Regions from separate parts of the Macaca mulatta genome. Here region 1 is linked to region 2. Evidence: chromatin contacts called from public Hi-C data. All regions are on one chromosome and are shown on one strand. Each heading gives the region's core, a stretch centred on a gene start, on an enhancer-like site or on the middle of the called end of the contact. The rest is flanking DNA. Distances are from core to core; before and after follow the strand shown. Region 1 holds the start of ZNF165 (zinc finger protein 165). Region 2 holds the start of LOC702796.

Evidence for each region. Hi-C and Micro-C count contacts between places; a contact is called where the count stands out from the background.
Region 1: a Hi-C map of liver shows a contact between it and region 2, with 1.7 times the contacts expected there. The contact joins the promoter of ZNF165 here to the promoter of LOC702796 in region 2. A contact is called at or near these places in 2 of 14 Hi-C or Micro-C datasets (fetal cortex germinal zone and liver).

Annotation. Positions count from the first base shown.
Region 1 is chr4:155,312,213-155,315,052 of T2T-MMU8v2.0, forward strand. It overlaps ZNF165 (zinc finger protein 165), which reads right to left and starts at 1,416. Exons shown (of 4, transcript XM_015135770.3): 1 at 1-1,416. LOC106997866 (a long non-coding RNA gene) reads left to right here. Exons shown (of 4, transcript XR_001444146.3): 1 at 1-253.
Region 2 is chr4:155,233,296-155,236,257 of T2T-MMU8v2.0, forward strand. LOC702796 reads left to right here and starts at 1,699. Exons shown (of 2, transcript XM_078000794.1): 1 at 1,699-2,962. ZKSCAN8 (zinc finger with KRAB and SCAN domains 8) reads right to left here and starts at 948. Exons shown (of 6, transcript XM_015135783.3): 1 at 802-948.

The DNA of each region.
Region 1 (2,840 bases), core at 166-2,665, 79 kb after region 2:
CTGAGGCAGGAGACTCGCTTGAACCCGGGAGGCGGAGCTTGCAGTGAGCCGAGACCGCGCCGCTGCACTCCAGCTTGGGTGACAGAGTGAGACTCAGAAAAAGAAGAAGAAGGAAAAAAAAAATATTTACACTCGAGCACAAATTTTCTCAGCAAAGCAATTTACTTCTATAGAAGGGTGCGTCTCACGGATAGAGCAATGGCTAGAGCACACCTGATCAAAGGAAGGGAAGGAGTTCTTATCCCTGACGCAGGTAGTCCCTAGTGCTGTGTCGTTCCCGTGCTGGCTAGGGTTGGGCCGCACAGTCTAAGTTAATTCCGATTGGCTATTTTAAAGAGAGCAGGGGTAAGAGCCGGGGTGGTGAGGTGAGTAGTTTCGGCGCGAAGGACGGTTACGGAACAGGTGACTAAAGGTGACTCAGGTCAGAGCAGGTCACCGGGGTGACTCACGACAGAGCAGGTGACTAGGGGTGACTCAGGACGGAGCAGGTCACCAGGGAAACAGATGTGAACTACTGATTAGAACTGGCGGAAAAGGTCGTTTACTGAAACTAGAAGCAAGGAGATGAGGAAAATGAGGAAGTTAAACTTTAAAATGGAGAACAAAGAACTGAAGGTACTGACATACTGGTTCTTTGAAGAGAAATTTAGAACGCACTGTATTTAACAAGGAGTTCAAGGCCAGCCTGGCCAACATGGTGAAACCCTGTCTCTACTAAAAATATAAAAATTAGCTGGGTGTGGTGGCGAGTGCCTGTAGTCCCAGCTACTTGGGAGGCTGAGATAGGAGTATCGCTTGAACCCAGGAAGTGAAGGTTGCAGTGAGCCAAGATCATGCCACTGCACTCCAGCCTAGGCGTCAGAGCAAGACTCCACCAAAAAAAAAAAAAAAAAAAAAAAAAAAAAAAAAAAAATTTATTCGGGAATAGGAAATTGCATTAAAGAATAGACTTGCCAGAGTAAACTATGTTTCTATTCAGGGAGGTAAGGGAAGACAAAGGTTTTTAAAGGAAGAATGAGGAGGTTTATGTGATTGTTTAAAATCATTATCCTTGACTACAAAGATTGGTAACAAGGATGACACCAGTCTGAGGTTAGACAAACAGTTGCTGGGCAGATGTCCTTGCAGAAGTATTTTTGGTGTAAGGTGGGTTTTGCAGTCATATGTGATAGTTTTCTTATGAGGCGTACAAGCCTGAGAAGGGCTATGAAGAGACCCTTGAAGAGACCCTGGCTCTATCTGTCAGATTCTTGCTTTTGTTTTTATTTTTTAACACTAGTGGGCCGGGCGTGTTGGCTCACTTTTCTAATTCCCCACTTTGCGAGGCAAACACGGGAGGATTAATTGAATTCAGGAGTTCGAGACCAGCCTGGGCAACATAGCTGGGACCTTGTCTCTACAAAAATTTAAAAAAAAAAATAATCGAGGGTTGTGGAGTGCACCTGTACTCCCAGCTACTCACGAAGCTGAGGCGGGAGGATCGCCTGAGCCCAGGAAGTGGTGGCTGCAATAGTGAGCTGTGATTGCACCACTGCACTCTAGCCTGAGTGACTCCTGCCTCTATTTAAATCTCAGACGGTGAAATTGAAGCCCACGCAACAGGGATGCAACTGAAACTTCACCTCCTCTGCAAAACCTTCCTGCATTCCCATGCAACTTTTCTTCTAAGGCCTTGTTTGATTCATCGCCTTACTCCAGTGGAACTCAGATATTCAAAATGGTATTAATTATAACCACTGGCTGTCATTGGTCCATGCGTGGCCTTAAAGTGTGAACATTTTTTAATCCATTACCTGATCTATAAGAACTATAGATTGACAACAACTTAGATTTAATACTACTCTTTTTCTAGTCCCTCTCTGTACTACCTCTCATCTGAGGAAACACTATCACAAATTTTGTATTTGTTGTTCCCTTGCTTTTTAACAAGATGATTCCATTAGATATGTACTGTTTTGTCCCTCGAAAGTGGTGGCAGGGGAGTTCACACAAGGGAGTGCCCAAAACTGTCCTAGTTGGGGCTGGTTGGAATTCCAAAGAAAGAAGCACTATGTGCCAAGGTGATCAGTCTAAAGCATTTATTGAGGGAACTTACATCGTGTTGCAGAAATCCTCCCCATGGATAGGAGAGAAAAGGGGTGTTCTACCTAGATATGTCTGCAGTGAGGGGGTCAGGGTATGGAGTTTATATGAGGGTTTAAAGAATTTGGCTCAGGGCCAGAGCTAGTTTCTTTCAGTGTTTTTGGCGACAACTTAGATACCTTTATCAGTGCCTGAGAATGTTCAAGACCCAAGTTTGGGTTCAAGCATGCTGGGAAAAAGCTGCAGCTGGCTAGGTCAAAGAGAGGTCAAGGCACTCTGATTTTCAGTCACAGAATAGTCAAGGCTCTATGATTTCCAGTCAGAGATCCTGCAATCCATTTTCCTGATTGGCTCTTACAATTTCACATGCCCATCTCTTCCTATATGTTCCCTGAGCTGGTCAGAAAGGGTGGGATCGTCGGCAATTTCTTTCCCCTGGCTTTATGAAACACAGCAAACAAAACCTACGCTAACAGTAAATACAAGTGCACATGACAAGATCTAAAATCACATTTTCCAAAACGCTTGCTAGCAGAGCTTTCCACCAAGGACCCCATCCTGGAAAACATGACTTTGTGTAGACCACTTGGCATACTCTATGTGGTCAGTAAGCTGTAATTGCTTTTATAAGTGAAGGATGGATTGATTAACTTCAGCTTCTTTGTCTGGAATATGCACACAATGTTCACTTTTGAAAAGGGCGCAGGTTCCCCCTTGCACAGATGTCAGCATCTCTAGGGCCATTTGGTTTTGTAGAC
Region 2 (2,962 bases), core at 449-2,948:
ACATCACATTTTACATTTAACCACAACAGAAATTCAAAACATGTATGTATTTGCTAAAACAATGACTGTTCGTAAATATACTCAACGGAACTAACAAACACCAGAAATATGTTTTTAAAGGTGGTGGTGGCAGTCAAAGTAGCCTGACAAAAATTATTCATGACTAACCAGAGTTTTGGAAATGGGGACCTCCCAGAGTTCCTCGTTGGCTAACTTCAGTTTGCTTTAACGAATGAAATAGGCATTCTGATAACGCTGAATTCTGAATTACCTTGAAATTAAAACAAAACAAAACAAACTTTCGTACAATTATCTAGTCAACACACCACCAGTTTCTGAAAACACTAAAGAAAGCAGAGTAACAGCAAAAATGGGTATGCATGGAAAACTGGGGCTTCCAAAAGCAAAATATGTCTTTTTTTAAAAACTGAGAATTTTGTTGTGACCGAAACGCAAAATAGCGCTATCTGAAAACAATTCAGACTCTGGAAATAATTGGATAAAAAATAACATGGGGGGGGTCAGTTCCCCATTTTAAGATAAACACGATCGACTACAAAATCATACCACAAAACGATTATCTATGAAGAAAGCTTCATAAAAGGTTCCCTCGCAAAAAGTTCGAGGGCAATGCGTGGGGACGTACTCTGCCTGTACCAGCAACTAAGGCGTCGGAATCGGTCCGCGGCGACGACCACCGCACAGGCCCCTCTGCGGACCCCTCACGCCAGTCCTCAGCTGCGGCCTGGACCAGCCACAAAGCACCCACTTTTCTCCGACCCAGAGCCCGACCGTACTCACTGTGAGTTGCAGAGGCGCCCCGGCGGGGGGAAGGTACGCTGCAACGGATAAACACACCCGGAGAAAGGTCGGGAAGTAAAGGAGATGAAAACTGTACTCCAACCAGGGCCCTCCGGCCACTAACTTCCAAATCTGCGGAGGCACAACACCGTCCAGCACGCATCTTGCCCCAAAGGCACTTCCGGAAGCTCTCTAGGAGTCCTGGAGGTCTAAAAGCTCTATGGTCTGCCGACTGCGGGTACAGGAGTACCACGCCCCTCACCTGCTGTGTGCTGTGCCTCGGGTTCGTCTGCGTGCCTCAGGCTTCCCCGTCGCTGGGGCAGTGAACGTGCTGGGGAATAACGGACCTTGGTGTCCCCTCTGCCTTGTGTGCTCGTGCAGCTCCGCGCGTTCGCTGACAATAGTAACGGCCCCCTGGGGGTAGATATCCGACGTAGGGAGGCTAGAGCTGTGTAAGGAGGCTAGGAAAGTGTTGGAGGAGGGAGCACTTCATGGTTCCTTAGGATTCCAACTGGACTCGCGTTTGGCCCCGTTACATACCCTGTACTTTACTGTTCATAAATATATTCATAAATATATCCAATCCTCCCACATAGAGTACAAACTTCATGAGAAATTCCTGCTAATCACAGTTCATAGTTTTGTGAAATCCCTATGGCATGGCACTTAGGAATCGCATACTTTATTAAGTATTCAAAAAATCGTAATTAAATATATATTATTTTTGGATCTTTACATATTTCCCACTCTTTCCTATGTTAATGAATTTCAATTGCTTACAACATCTGCTTTGCTGCTTAGCTGTTTTAATGCTAAACCTATGATGTAAGCTTGGGGAGTAAACCCTAGTTTTAATACCACAAAATTTGGGGAACAAATCTATGTTCATTCTTTTTTTGCTAGTCTTTTTTTTTTTGAGACGGGGCGCTATTGCAGAGTGTATTGGTGTGATCATAGCTCACGGCAGCCTCAACCTTCTGGGCTCAAGCAATCGTCCCACCTAAGTCCCCCAAGTAGCTGGGACTACAGGTGTGCACCAACCTCAGCTTTAAAAAATTTTTTCTTGTAGAAACGGGGTGGGGGTGGGGGGGTCTCAGTATGTTGCCCAGGCTGGTTTCGAACTCCTGGGCTCAAGTGATCCTCCTGCCTCAGTCTCCCAAAGTCCTGGGATTACAGGCATGAGCCACCGCCCTGGCCCTATGTAATGAACAGACCTGTTGCATTACAGCTTTTTAACTTTTGAGACTAATAGGATTTCAGGGGTGGAGGTTGTGGCAAGAGTTAATTTTTGTTGTTTAGGTCTCATGTATTTATTTCCTTCAGCGCCTTTCCCAACCACCTATTTATTGAGTTCTCAGGGCTCCTCCAATTTTCACCTTAATTTCCCTCTTTATCTGCTCCTGCTGGTAGCTACCACCACCGTTTCTATCCCTTCCCAATTACTAACTCCCCAAATTTTGTGTACTGACAAAGTTGTTTTGATTTAAGGGTTTTGTCATCTAATTATCACATGAAAACAAGTAAATAATAGTAAACACTAGGAAGCTACAGTGCTTCTGGACTCCTTCAAAGCACTTATTTTTGCTTTTTATTTCACAGCTGTTGCTTTCCACCTGGGATGGTAACTGGAAGTAACTGGTGACAGATTAGAACTCTACTTTGTTTCTTTTTTTACGTTTAAAAAATAACTTTTTTGGCTGAGCAAGGTGGCTCATGACTGTAATCCCAGCACTTTGGGAAGCTGCGGGAGGATCACCTGAGCTCAGGAGTTTGAGACCAGCCTGGCCAACATGGCAAAACCCCATCTTGGCAAAAAATACAAAAATTAGCCGGGCATGGTGGTGGGCTCCTGTAGTCACAGCTACTCCAGAGGCTGGGGCAGGAGAATCACATGAGCCTGTGAGGCAGAGGCTGCAGTGAGCTGAGATCCTGCCATTGCACTCCAGCCTGATCAGTGGAGCAAGACCCTGTCTCATCTTAAATAAACAAACAAATAATTTTTAAGTCTGAAGTTGTGCACATAGGTAGTTGTACAAATTCAATGTGCACACAACTATGACTGCACATACTATGTATAAAATTGTGTACACATAGGAAGTAAAATAGCATCATGCTATAGGCAGTTTTCTCAAACTGGACACACAGACACCGATTATAACAG